Regions from separate parts of the Mus musculus genome. Here region 1 is linked to region 2. A link is a contact called in public HiChIP or PLAC-seq data. All regions are on one chromosome and are shown on one strand. The core of a region is the stretch at or near the end of the contact, and the rest is flanking DNA. Distances in the headings are between cores, read along the strand shown.

Evidence for each region. HiChIP or PLAC-seq counts read pairs in DNA pulled down with a chosen protein or histone mark.
Region 1: an HNF4G HiChIP or PLAC-seq map of pancreatic cancer cells shows a contact between it and region 2. The contact joins the promoter of Scn1b here to the promoter of Sbsn in region 2. A contact is called at or near these places in 6 of 39 promoter capture datasets (the C10 cell line, cranial neural crest, frontonasal cranial neural crest and 3 more), 2 of 115 datasets of contacts at active chromatin or transcription factors (embryonic stem cells and pancreatic cancer cells) and 2 of 9 other capture datasets (adipose tissue and liver).

Annotation. Positions count from the first base shown.
Region 1 is chr7:31,121,728-31,129,421 of GRCm38.p6, forward strand. Scn1b (sodium channel, voltage-gated, type I, beta) reads right to left here and starts at 5,296. Exons shown (of 6, transcript NM_011322.3): 1 at 4,939-5,296; 2 at 3,328-3,494; 3 at 1,179-1,419. The coding sequence starts at 4,978.
Region 2 is chr7:30,748,658-30,755,511 of GRCm38.p6, forward strand. Sbsn (suprabasin) reads left to right here and starts at 2,814. Exons shown (of 4, transcript NM_172205.3): 1 at 2,814-4,812; 2 at 6,152-6,223; 3 at 6,345-6,389. The coding sequence starts at 2,905.

The DNA of each region.
Region 1 (7,694 bases), core at 4,046-6,545, 380 kb after region 2:
AATTCCAATACATGTTGATCAGAAGGTGATCTATCCTCATGTGATAGTGAGACATGTCTGTAGTCCCAGCACTTGGGAAGCTGAGGCAGGAGGATCAAGAGTTGAAGGCTAGGGGCTGGAGAGATGGCTCAGCGGTTAAGAGTACTAACTGCTCTTCCAGAGGTCCTGAGTTCTACTCCAGCAACCGCATGGTGGCTCACAATCACTGTAATATGATCTGATGCCCATTTCTGGCATGTGCAGATAGAGCACTCATATACATTAAATAAATACATCTTTTTTTAAAAAAAAAAGAAGACGTTTAGGATATATCTATTTTTAAAAAGTTTAAGATATACCTATTTAAAAAAAAAAGAGTTGGAGGTTAGCCTGGGCTACAAAGCAGGCTTCAAAAACTAAAACAATAAAATGGTTTGGTGAATACTTTCGAGATCTGCAACCCTGTAGGTGCAACATTATGAACTAACCAGTACCCCAGAGCTCTTGACTCTAGCTGCATATGTATCAAAAGATGGCCATCACTGGAAAGAGAGGCCCATTGGACAGGCAAACTTTATATGCCCCAGTACAGGGGAATGCCAGGGCCAAAAAATGGGAATGGGTGGGTAGGGGAGTGGGGGGGGTGTGTGGGGACTTTTGGGATAGCATTGGAAATGTAATTGAGGAAAATACGTAATAAAAAAAATTAAAAAAAAAAAAAAAGAAACAGGGCATTTTGAATTTACACACATATAAAAAAAAATGGTTTGGTGAAGAGGCCCAAGGCAGCTGAAAACAAAATGCTGGCTCTGCTCAGAAACACCAGAGGCCTTTGCTATTCCTGCTGTGCCCCAAATAAGGCCTCCAGCCTCTCCCCTATGGGGCCCCAGCAGAGAGAATGGAGAATCAAGCCATAGAGAATATTCTCTCTGGTCCCTGGGGACAAGCTTGGGGCTCAGAGATAGGAATACACCTGTCAGAGGTCACACAGCATGAGTGTGGTCTGATGCACATACCATTTGTCAGGGGAAAGGCCTAATCTAACCTCCTGTGGGCTGAAGACTCCAGAGCCAGAAAAGGGGTGTCCTTCTCCCTGTGGCTGCAGGGTGTTAGCTGGCCTCTGTGTGGCACCAACCTGTCCCCTACTTTCCATCTGTCCCTCCATCTGGCTTGCCAGGGAGTGACAAGGCTCGACTCACCCTTGTCCACCACCTCCAGGTGGATCTTCTTGACGACGCTGGTGTTGTGCTCATAATTATCAAAGAAGAGGAGACGGTAGACGTGACATTCGTAGTCGCCAGAGTGGTTGTAGGTGACGTTGGTGATGAAGATGGACAGGTCCTGCAGGTCCTTGGTGCCCCGACTACCGTTCCACACCACTCGGCCCTCAAAGCGCTCATCTTCCTCCAGCTGCAGCACCTCATTCTCATAGCGTAGGATCTTAGGGTGGTGAGTGATGAGTGGGGCAGATGAGTCACCCTCTGGGCCTGTCTTCCATATGCCATTCCCAACCTGTTCCCCATCCTGATCCCCCCAAGGACAGATGAGGCATATATGGGATCAACGTCTTTTGAGGTTTTCTTTTTGCTTTTTTGTTTTGTTTTTTTAGGTTGTATGTGTGTGTGTGTGTGTGGTTCTGGCATTGTAATCTTTGTACATGTGAGGCAGGTGCCTTGCTATTGAGCCACACCCCCATCCCCTTACTGGGTGCTCTACCACTGAGCCACGCCCCAGCCCCTCACTGGGGGCTTTTAGGCAGGGGGTCTACCACTGAGCCACGCCCCAGCCCCTCACTGGGGGATTCTAGGCAGGGGCTCTACCCCTGAGCCACACCCCCAGCCTCTCACTGAAGGATCTTAGGCAGGGGCTCTACCCCTGAGCCACACCCCCCAGCCCCTCACTGAAGGATCTTAGGCAGGGGCTCTACCCCTGAGCCACGCCCCAGCCCCTCACTGGGGGATTCTAGGCAGGGGCTCTACCCCTGAGCCACACCCCCAGCCTCTCACTGAAGGATCTTAGGCAGGGGCTCTACCACTGAGCCACACCCTAGCCCCTCACTTAGGAATTTTAGGTCAGTAGAGCTGTAGAACCTACTCAGAGTAGAGTAGGCTCGACTCTGAGCCAGCCTTGAGCTCCTTACTGTTGAATTTTTGGCAAGGGCTCTATTGCTAAGCCCTGCCCCCAGTTTCTTACTGGTGGATTTCAGGCAAGCACTCTTTCACTGAGCCAGGTCCCTAGCCCAAGCTCAGGCATCTTGACTTCGGACAGTGAGGGATCAAAGAAGTTGAGATCTTGCCTTGGGACCACAGCAGACCCTGACTGTTCTAATCCTGTGACACATATATACACACAATTTCACAGCTGAAGCCTGCCTGACTTCCGCAGCCTCCTTTCTCTACACTTCTTACCCAGCCTCCATTCACATCGCCCAGTCTCCCTCTCCTGCCATGTACACGTTTCAAAATATACACGCAGTGCAAAAGCTTCTACTCGTCGGGCGTGATGGCACACGCCTTTAATCCCAGCACTCGGGAGGCAGAGGCAGGTGGATTTCTGAGTTCGAGGCCAGCCTGGTCTCAAAGTGAGTTCCAGGACAGCCAGGACTACACAGAGAACCCTGTCTCAAAAAACCAAAAACCAAAACCAAAACCAAAACCAAAAAAAAAAAAAAGCTTCTACTCTTTGATTTTGCTCTATGGCTGTCCAAGACATTTTTGCTGGTGCCAAGTAATTCCAGTGACATTTTTTGACATTTTCCCCCCTACCAGCCATAATGCCAGCTGCATCAACTCATTCAGCCCTCACACAGACCTAGGGAGTTGAAGCCAGCGAGATGGCTTAGCAAGTGAAGGTGCTTGCCACCACTCTGGCAGCCTGGCTTCGATCCTTAGGACCCGTGTGGTGAAATGACAGAATGGACTTCTTCAACTTGTCTTCTAACCTCCATACACACGCCATGGCATGTACACACACACACATACTCTAAAAATAAATGTAGTGACCTAAAATTATGGAGTAGCGACCATGCCCCCTCACTGGGGACATGTGCTCTGTGCCTTGCCTAAGGTGGTCAGCAGTCTGTGGTGCTCTAAATCCAGGTCATCCAGCGTATCACATCCTCATCATTAGCAATGCACTCAGACAAGCCAATCGCATGTCTGTAATCCCAGCACTCAAGAAGCCGAGGCAAGAGGATTGACAAGAGTTAGAAACCAGACCAAGCTACTTAGCAACACCCTTTCTCAACAGCACTAAAAGCAATACCCAAGCAAACAAACAACCCTGAGACCCAGTGCTGCTGGCTCCACCCCATACCTGTGTGCTAGCCCAGCCTAGGCACCCACACACCTTGACAAATTCCTCTGTCCCCTTCTGGCGGAAGGTCCACTCCGTGAAGGTTTCGGCGGTGGTCTCACTACGACGCTTACAGGAGATGCACAGGATTTTGAAGGTCATCCCATACACAGCCTCGGTATCGGAATCCACCTCCACGCAGCCCCCCCAGGCTGAGGATACTGCGGACACAGTGGACTCCGGTTATCGAGGCGCCTGCCACCCGAGGCAACACCGGGCTTGCTGCCCCACGGAAACCATCTGTTTCCTCTCCACCCTTATTACCAACAGTGGATGCCAAACCTGTCCCTGCTTCTCACTCCCTGTGTGACCTTGACGAGTCACCCATCTCCTGAGAGCCTCAGTTTTCCACCTGCCTTTCCCCTAGCCTGTTAGGTGGAAGAATCTGTCATCTTTATTCCCAGTAGTTGCTAAGTAGAATACACACACTGGAGGCCCTGGGAAAGAGGATGTCACTGTGGTGAGTAACTCCACTGAAGTGCCCAGGTCCTCAAAAAGCCAACAGCCTTCTAAGTGGTGGCTCTAGCATTAAATGTCACTCCCACCATGAAAGAGGTCTGCAGAGCCAGTCGTGGGTTGAGAGATAGGAAGGTTGGGTGAGGGGGTTCACTCTAGCTCTGTTTCTTTCTTCCCCTAGCTTCTGTGTTGGAATCCATCCCCTCCCGATCTTCACCATCTTGCCCTGTCCCCTCTTCCGCAGACTCACTTCCTCGCTTCAAGACCTTCACCCCAAGTTAAAAGTTCTTTGCTTCACCACTGGGTTAGAGGCCTCTGGTCCCTCTTTCACCCACTTACCTGCCACCTCTTGTGTCCCACCACACACTAACTGTATAAGTCATGTCACCAACTTTAGCTCTGGGTCTTTTCCTTGTCTCCCCAACCCCCAACCTCCTGATCTCTTAGTCTTCAAGGCTTCTGGTTCACCTTCCCGTTTGCTCCAGTCTCCCCCATGTTTATTCCTCCTAAAGGTCTCTGAAGATCCCAGCAGGGCTGTATTCCGTCGTTTTCCCACCACTGTATGTCTCGCCATTACTATTACTGTTGTTGTTTTAAACTCCATCTGGCAGGCATTCTGTTCCTGGGACTGCCTCTCTATCTCCATCCCTTCCTGGTCTCTCCAGATCTTTCTGCTGCTCTCAAGTTTCTCTGTTCCTGGCTCCGGTTCCTAACTCTCTCCCTCCAATGTCCCTGTCTGCCCCAGTCTGTCTCTCAGTTTACCTCCACGTCCAGGGCATGCCCGGAGTCCTCACTCGGTATCCATGCCTCCCGGTTCGTTTCGGGCCCCAGTCCCAGGCGCTGCCTTCCCCCACCCCTCACGCGGCTGTGGGTGTCACATTGCAGCCTGCGGGGCTCTGCAAGCAGCTGACTCCGCGTCTCCTCGCCCCCGGCCCGGCGCCCGCGGCGGCACCTCTGTACCAAGTGTCCCTCCACACCCCCCCGAGAAACCCTTGCATCTCCACGATCCTTCTGTGCCGTCCAGGGTCCCGCGACCCCAACGACCTCGCACCCCGCACAACTTCCCAGGCCGGGACTTGGCGCGGCTCCGGCCACTTGGGCGGGGGGCGTCCCGAGCGCCGACGGCGCGTGTCCCCCAGCAACACTCACCCAGCGCCGCGCCCACCACGAGAGCCAGCAGCGTCCCCATGGCCGCGCAAGGCGGTGGGTGCGCAGAGCGCGGCGACAGGCGATGGGCCCCGGCGGCGACTGGCCCGGGCGCGGGCGCGGCAGCTGCTGCTGGGGGGGCGCGCCCCCCCGCTCCGGTTACCGCCGGGGGCCCAGCCCCGGGGCTCGGAGAGCAGGCATCCCCGCCGCGCGGCGGGAGGCTCGGGATGCTGCGTGCGCGCGCGCCACAGGGCGCATCCAGGCTGCGGCGACCCCTGCCTGGCTCCGGACGTTGCTCGCGCTCGGGCTCCCGGCGCTGGGGTGCGGACCGCGGGCTCCTGCGCACTGCAGCGGCGGCCCGGGAGGGAGGAGGGAGACGGAGGAGGGAGGAGGGAGCGGGAGGGGGCGGGATGAATCACCGCGGGGGGAGGGCGCGGCCGCCCAGCCTTTGCCGCAGCGGCCCGGGAGGCGCCCGGGCACCGGCCTCTCCGGTGGCTTCGTGGCTTCTGCACACCCGTTGCATGGTCTAGGTCATTCCGGCTTCACCAGACTCTCTGGGGGTGTCGGAACCCTTTCCTCTTCCTCTTCTGAGAAAGGTCATCTCTAGACACCCAAGAGGACTTGGAGGACAGTTTGAGGGACCAATTTCCGTCTTCCTAATTATAGAGGTTAACCTTATCCAGTTCTTGGGGAGATAAGGCTGAGACATCCCAGAGACCTACTTATGACACCTGAGATCCCTCGGACTGGAGATCTCAGGACCTAAGAGGGCATGGCGGAGTGAAAGGGTCAAGCTAGGTATACATAGAAACCTGTAGACCTTATCCAAGCCAAAAGGGTACCTTGGCATCCCACAGCTCTGGGGGTCGGAGGTGCGGGATTTCAAAGGGGCCATTCCCGCGATCCCCCGCTGCTACTCTGACGTCATCTTCTCAGCTCTCCTCCCACTCCATCGTCCACCGTTCCTCCACCCCCAGCACACCAGCTCATCACTGCTTCAGGGCTTTTGCCCTACTTCCATTCTGCCTGGACACCCCCCACCCCGACCCCGCCTACTATCCCCAGGTGATGGAAGGGCTGATTGTGCTGAAGCCCAGGGCTCCAATGTCACCTTCACAGTATTTTCTGTGCCCATTTTGAGTAATCTGCCTTTCTCCACACTGACTACATCATCTTGGCTCTTATTTACTTTGTCAGAACAGCTGTCAGTACCTAACATTATGGGGGTTTGTTTTGGTTTTTATTATATTTTACTTACTCTGTATGTGTGAGACCATACACCAATTCCGAGGCATACATATGAAGGTCAGAGGGCAACTTGGGGGGGGGGGAGTGAGTCCTATATGTTTAACTTTGGAGACAGGATCTCACTATGTAGACCATGCTGACTTCTAACTGGTGGTCTCCTGCTTCAGTATGTACCACCACACCACGTTCGTATTCTTTTATATGATTTGTCTGTTTGTTGTGTGTACCTCACCCCCTGGGTGAGGGCACTGACCTGTGTCCCAAACAGGTCCCTAGCACCTTAACTTCTGCTAGGATCGTTAAAGGGCCACCAGGACCAAGGTGGGAGAGAGACTCTTGGCAGGGGTTGGCTGGCCCTGTCCTAGCTTCCAGTTCAGCATGAAATAAAGCCCCAGTGAAGCCCCAGTGTGGGGCAGGTCCAGGACCTAGCGGCCAGGAGCCAGGGACACCAGACACCTTTGTGGTCTGGGCTTTTGCGCCAGCACCTCCTAAGCCAAGCCGCGAAATTCCTTGTGCAGAAAATAACCCTTTCCCAGCTCCTGTGGCTCTGGTGGGGGCTGGGAGGAGGAGGTGCAGAGAGGACAGACCTTAGCAATGGACACAGGGGCACCTCTTCACAGCCCTACAAGAGGAGCCCTGCTGTGGTAGAGGCAGAGCAGCCTTTTACTCTGATGAACTGATTTCTTCTTACTCCAAGGTGCTGTCCTTCTGCCCCGTTGGCAGGTATGAGGAGCGAGCTGCAGCACGGGTGGCAGCCTAATCACACAGCTGTGGTGGCGGGAGGGCAGGGTTTGCCCTTTGCTTGCTCCTGCTTCCACCCAATCCTCCCACTCCACAACTTGGCATGTGCCCTTCCAAAGGTCCTTCTACCCAGACAGACCTCTCTCAGCCCAGGGTTTGGAGGAGGGCGTGGTTGGGATCTACTAGTACCACAGATGGTTGGCGGGGAGGCACCTGGTTTGGGGAGGGATGGCATCCTGTGTATAAATGTGAACATCAGGGGCTAGAAAGATGGTTCAGTGGTTAAGAGCATTTGCTGCTCTTGCAGAGGACCCAGGTTCGGTTTCCAGCACTCACAGGGTGGTTCCCAACCACTCAAAGAGCTTCAGTTCTAGGGGGATCCAGTTCTGAGGACATGGTCCACAAACACCCATGCAGGCAAAATACTCATCCATACACACAAAGAATAAATAATAAATCTAAAACAAAAAGTTAAATCTGGAGATGTCAGGGGGAGAGGAATTATGCTTCAGTGGTGGCCGTGAGGGTGTTAAGATTTTGTCACAAAGCCTGGCTTGGTGGCACACGCCTTTAATCCCTGCATTAGGGAGGCAGAGGCAGGCAGTTCTCTAATTTGAAGGCCAGCTTGGGAAGTGAGTTCTAGGACAGCCAGGACTACACAGAGACCCTGTCTTGTATCCCCCCCTCCCCCCAAAAAAGATTTTGTCCCACAATGAAATGTACAGCTTGGTCCCCATTTGATGGTCCCTATATGAGTCTATTTTTCCAAT
Region 2 (6,854 bases), core at 1,564-4,063:
ATGCGTGAGAAAGCAGGATGTATGCGGTGGGCCACCCAGATGCTATTGGGCAAAGTTTTCTTTTGTATGGTGGCACATACATGTCATCCCAGCCCCTGTGAGGCTGCAGCAGGCAGATGAAGAGGTCTGTGCTAGCCTAAACTACAGGCAGAGATCCTGTCTCATAAAACCAAGGTCAGAAACATCAAAACACCCCCCCACCCAGAGGCGGGCATGGTGGTTCATGCCTGTAATCCTAGTACTTGGGGTGCTGAAGCAGGTAGATTGCTATGAGTTTGAGGTCATCCTGGACTTGTATTGTCTAGCCTAAACAATTAAAAAAAAAACAAAACAAAAACAAAAACCAAAGGATCAATAACCCCCCAAATCCGATGTTAGAAGTGACAAACCTGATTAATAGCAAGAGAAGTAGAGTCACGAGCTCTTCTCCCAACGTCTGGTTTAGATCAATTTTATGGGCAGATCTGCCAGATACCAGGGAACAGAAACATATACTAGTGATGCATCTGCTTTTCTAACTGTGGTAGATGCTAGGCTGAGCTAGGAAGCCCCAGGCAGTCCCTCTGTAGGGCCTTCTGGGTAAGGCTCTCACTATGACACCCTTGAATGGGTGAACATCCTGTTTGAACATACAGCACTGTGACATGAAGTGACATGATATCCTAGAGTCTGAGCTTCTTCCACTGGCTTTTCTGATAAGGAGAAAGGTGAGAAGTCATGAATCCATTGGCAAATGGTGACAGAAAGCTGAGGAGAGGGGCCAGTGGAGGGAGAGAAAGGTGGAGGAGAAAATACAGAGTGCTGGTGCATGCCTGCTACAGTCCCAGAGGATCAAGAGTTCAAGGCCAGCCTCAGGTACATAGTGGGTTCCAGGCCATTCTGGGCTACAGGAGACCCTATCACAACAAAACATAGAAAAAATAGGTAGGATACCTTTTTAAAAGGGTAAGCCGAACCTATCTATCTTGGTGTGGACCAGGATTCTGACACCCCTACCTCCATGTTCCTGGCTCCCTTCTCTGCCTGGCCTCTACTCTCCGTCATTAAGGGATGTGGGATGCTTCTGGCTGAGTGCCTTTGTCATTGGAGTGTGAACCTGGGAAAGAGAGTCACTTTGCAGAGTGGTCCAGTTAGCCACCTCTGCTGTCAGCTGTCAGAGTTGGGAAGGCCCATGCTCCCGGGTCCCTGGTTCTGGAATGTTTGGTTCTGGGTGTGGCTATTGCTTCTTTGAGGGGACCACCTCATGCTCTGGTTTGAAGTTGACAACACGTGCTGGTTCTCAGCCACGCCTGGGCACCCACACAGATAACTACCTCCTCCGCTGTGCACACCCGCATTCCTCCATGCCTGAGTGTTCCACTGCTCCCTCCTCTCTCCTCGCTCAGCCTCACTGTTGGCATTAAAACCTAAATACACACACACACACACACACACACACACACACACACCGTACCCAACTGTTCCCCACCTACTGGCTCTTGTTTGCCTCCCTCTAGACTATCCTCCAGGTAGACATACTGGGGAGGATTCATTACCTGCCCTTCCTTCTAATGCCAGACTTTAGCCCCAGGCCGGGCTTGCATCTCCGTCCCCCTATACTCGGAGCCAACAGTACAATGCTTGGGGCTTCAGGTCAGGGCACTGGAGGCCCCAGGGGAGCAGAGAAGGAAGGAGAAGGTCCTGGCCCCCAGCCCACATGTCTGAGGCAGCTTCTGCTCCACCAGGTCTCCAAGCCTCTCCCTAGGGCTGCCTCGACCGGCTTTTCAGGTATCACTGCGTCCTTTCTCAGCTCATGGCAATCAGCCCCCAGCCCTTGCCCAGGGACTGGGAGGAGAGGCCTGGATTCTGTCATGAACATGTGATCCTGGTTCCAAAATTTGAGGCCCTCCCCAAGAGACCCTATGTAGCTTTGGGGACCCAGTTACCCCTTCTCCCCAGCATGCTGTGAGGTGGGTCCAGGCTCGTCGTCTTTCCTTAGCTTCTAACCCATCCATGAGCTCCATCTATGACTATAGTTACTGGGCCTCAGTTAATATCTCGTGAACTGGGGTCATAGCAGTATCCAGAACAAAGGGCCCGATAGCTAGAAGTGAACAGTCTAGGAGGGGAGACACACTTAAAAATTAAAAACAATTTCAGATTGCAACAAGGTCTATAGAATCAGAAGGGTGACATCACAGAACACAATTGTCATACCTGTCACACCACACTGCCTGGGGCATGGTCAGGAAGGGCTTTCTGACATGCTGGCCATTTGAGCCAGGTGTGGAGTTAGTGGAGACAGCTGGGTCACACTCTGGCTTCCAGGCACATGAAAAGTTGCCAGACAGCCATGGGGGGCAGGGTGGAGGGCTGAGGAGCTCGGACAAAGGCCATGTAACTGGAGCAGAGAGAGAGGTGGGAGAGGGAACTCCAAGGACAAAACCAGGCAACTCCTTCAGCTCCTTGGGGTGGGGGTGGGGGGGTCCTCTTCTCCCTGTCTGCTTTCCACTCTTCCAGAGTTATCCTGTAGAGCAAGCCTTCTAAGAGGACTGACAGGGTGGTTAGGGATGGAGGGTGCCTGAAGGTGGGTTCAAAAGGAAGGAGGATGGCCAGTGGGAGAGAGAGGAAAACAGGAGGGGGCTGGGCAGGGCAGAACCCTACTGGGGTGGAGGGCCTGAGCAGGTTAAAGAGCAGAGGCAAGGATCTTGTCCATGAATCATCCTGTCTTCCTCCTCCTCCTCCTCCTCCTCTTAATTGCTCAATCCCAAATATCTCTGGGAAACACCCCCTTGACTGAACCGAAGTCAGAGCCTCACAGGAGGGATTGAGTCATGAGGGGTGGGGAAGAGGGAGGGAGGTGAAGGATAAATAGCGGCCTCGCTCCCTGGCTCCTCTCTGCATCCTCCCTGCCTTCCCAACAACATGTATCTTGTCAGTTTGCTCAGCTCCTGCTGCCTCTTAGTGCTCCTGGGGACTCTGCCTGCCCGGGCAGCCCATGAGGATCCCGTTGAGAAGGTCATAGAAGGGTTCAGCCGAGGGCTGAGCAATGCTGAGAGAGAGGTGGGCAAGGCCCTTGAAGGCATCAATAACGGAATCACTCAAGCTGGAAGGGAAGTGGAAAAAATTTTTGGTGAACTCAGCAACATGGGCAGCCAGGCTGGCAAGAACGTGGAACATGGCTTGGACAAAGTAGCCCACGACATCAACAGTGGCATCGGACACGCAGGAAAGGAAGCAGAGAAGTTTGCCCATGGGGTCAACCACGCCGCTGGACAGGTTGGGAAGGAGACAAACAAAATCATCCATCATGGGGTCAGCCAGGGGGGCAGTGAAGCAGGGAAGTTTGGTCAGGGGTCCCACCATGCTTTTGGTCAGGGTGGGAATGTGGCAGACAAGTTAGGTCATGAAACCCACCATGCTTTTGGTCAGGGTGGGAATGTGGCAGACAAGTTAGGTCATGAAACCCACCATGCTTTTGGTCAGGGTGGGAATGTGGCAGACAAGTTAGGTCATGGAGGGAATGTGGCAGACAAGCTAGGTCATGGAACCCACCATGCTTTTGGTCAGGGTGGGAATGTGGCAGACAAGTTAGGTCATGAAACCCACCATGCTTTTGGTCAGGGTGGGAATGTGGCAGACAAGTTAGGTCATGGAACCCACCATGCTTTTGGTCAGGGTGGGAATGTGGCAGACAAGTTAGGTCATGAAACCCACCATGCTTTTGGTCAGGGTGGGAATGTGGCAGAGAAGTTAGGTCATGAAACCCACCATGCTTTTGGTCAGGGCGGAAATATGGCAGACAAGTTTGGTCAGGGGGCCCACCATGCTTTTGGTCAGGGCGGAAATATGGCAGACAAGTTTGGTCAGGGGGCCCACCATGCTTTTGGTCAGGGCGGAAATATGGCAGACAAGTTTGGTCAGGGGGCCCACCATGCTTTTGGTCAGGGCGGAAATATGGCAGACAAGTTTGGTCAGGGGGCCCACCATGCTTTTGGTCAGGGCGGAAATATGGCAGACAAGTTTGGTCAGGGGGCCCACCATGCTTTTGGTCAGGGCAGGGATATGGCAGAGACATTTGATCAGGGGGCCCACCATGCTTTTGGTCAGGGTGGGAGAGAGGGAGGCAGACTGGTGCAAGGGGCTGGTCAGGGACTTAGCCATGCTGCAAAGGAGGCACAGCAGTTTGGTCATGGTCACGGGCATGGTTATTATGCTGCGGGGCAGACTTGGCAAGAAGGAGACAAAGTAATTCGTCCCGGGGTCAGCCAGGCTGGGGAGGAGATGGAGCAGTTTGGCCAGGGTGTCCGCCATACTATTAAACAGGCTGAAAAGGAAGCAGAAAAAGTGGCCCATGGGGTACAGAATGGAGTCAACCAGGCTCAAAAGGAAGCAGAAAAAGTGGCCCATGGGGTACAGAATGGAGTCAACCAGGCTCAAAAGGAAGCAGAAAAAGTGGCCCATGGGGTACAGAATGGAGTCAACCAGGCTCAAAAGGAAGCAGAAAAAGTGGCCCACGGTGTCCAAACTGGGGTCAACCAGGCCGGGAAGGAGACACAGAGAGTTGGCCAAGGGGTCCAAACTGGGTTCAACCAGGGTCAAAAGGAAGCAGAAAAAGTGGCCCATGGGGTCCAAACTGGGGTCAACCAGGCCGGGAAGGAGACACAGAAAGCTGGCCAAGGGGTCAACTATGCTGCTGGCCAGGCCGAGAAGGAAGCGGAGAAGCTTGGCCAAGGTGTCCACCATGCTGCTGGCCAGGAAATGAACAGGTTGCAGCAAGATGTTCATAATGGGGTCAACCAACCCAGCAAGGAGGCCAACCAGCTGCTGAATGTAGGTGAACAGAGGTGGGGAAACTGGGGAGAAGGGGGTTGTGGGAGGGAAGAGGCTAAACCTTTGGGAAGCCATAACACTGGGTTTCCTACCTTCCTTCTCCACCTCCATTACTACAGAGCTGGTGGCCAGCTGGTTTAGACCATCTTGTCTGCAAAGCTTCCCCTGAGACAAGGTGAAAGAGACCTAGTCCTGCTATCGGGCCCATCCTACATGAGGGAACCTAACCTGTTCTCTCTCCTGGGACCAGGAAATAGTTCTGATCCCAGACATTGTACAAACAGATAGTGGCTGAGAAAACCCACAGTCAGGGAGAAGCTTTGGTGACAGGCTCTGCTGTGTTCTGTCCTTGTAGCAAGCCTGTGAGGTGGTCAAGATGAGGGCACTGACTCTAACATTTAGATAAGGAAACTAAGGCTCAGAGAGGCCAGGGGGACTTGCTGAGGTCAATGGAGAGTGCTCAGTGCATGAGATGCAGCTCTGGAGTTTTCTTTCTTCCTTTGCCTTTCTGACTGGGTGGCGAGTGAGGTTCTGGAGTACTTTCATGCCCGTATTTGTAGAGGAACAGATGCTGGAGACCAGGTAAGCTGCAGCAGAGCAGGCACCAAGGAGATACCTGGGATGGTCCATCCAGTAGCAGGCTGACTCCTGCACGGCCCAGTTCCCAGTTCTCTATACTCTTGAGTGAAGAGTCACTGAGATCAGAAAGCTGGGATACCACCCCAAGGATGGATCCAGGTCTCAGAGTCCAGAGCCACATCTGCTGCCTGGAAGGAGCCATGGAGGTCTGGGTGGGGAGGAGGGGACTAAAGAGAATCCTGAGTGGAGAATAGGACCCTGAATGAGACACCCAAGTGGACTCTGGAAGAGGGTCAAGAGCCTTTGTGGGTGGAGTGCCATGGGGTAGGTGTGGCCTATGCTGAGTGATGTTCTGGGCTCAAGAGCAAGAATGAGCTGAGTTAGGCTTGAGGCTACATTGTAGCAAGTGATTAAAAATCAGGGCTGAGGGTGAATGATGGTTCTAGGTATTTGTGTGGGTCCTTTGAGTCCTTCTTCTGCAAGATGGAAACATTTCCTAAATGCAGAATTTAAAGATAGTTTAGGTGAGGCGAGTTCATAAGAGGAACATCCTTCCTGGAGTTCTGTCCAACTCTCCTAATCAGCTTAGCAGCTGGGGCACTGGGTTGTCTCTAAGGATCATGAGTGAGGAGCCCTGTGGTTTAGCTAGGTTCCCACTCCAGACCCAGTCATATTAGAAGGGGCAGGTTCCTGGTGAAAAGGAATGAGGAAGACCCTCATGGTTCAAGGGGTGGTAGTAATGATCTGGGTTTGTCAACAGGGGTCTCATCAAGGTCAAGGCGGGTACGGAGGCCAGCACGGAGGGGCCGCAACCACTACAGTAGTATCTGGGGTGAGTCTCTGGGTGTAACATGGGTTTTGGAGCCGGGAGAGGGGAGTGGAGGCTACTTGATGTTCTCCCAAGGATAATGGTTGGTTAAAGGTTGGTGACTTGCTTTGTCCTTGAATTCCAGGCCTCGGTCAACAAGCCATTTATCAACTTCCCAGCTCTGTGGAGGGTGAGTGCTGCATAATCCCCAGTCCCCTTGAATTCCCTTCCCATAGCCTTCTTGCAGTCAGCATCCTGTTGGACAGACTCAGCCTCTGTAGAGACCATCCAACCAGTTCTCCCAGCTCTGCTCTGGCCTGTTGTCACTCACTTGCAGCTTTTGGGCACTTTCCAGTCCCAATTAACAAACATCAGCTGACAGAAATCACCTCCGGGGCACTGAAGCATCTGGGAGCCAGGGAGGGTGGGGATACTGAAACCGTCTCTCCCATGCTCATCTGGGCTCCTCACCATCTCTCCTCCCATTCCCAATGGCTAGCTGCCTCCCCTTCTTTTTGGCCTTCCTGTGAATGCCTCTGCTCCCCTGCCCTGCTGCTTTACATGGGTGCACTGAGTAGTGGCAATTTGGTTTATCAGCTCGTTCCCTGCCAGGCTGAGATTGTAAATCCCTGTAGAAGTCTGGTCCTTTCTCTAG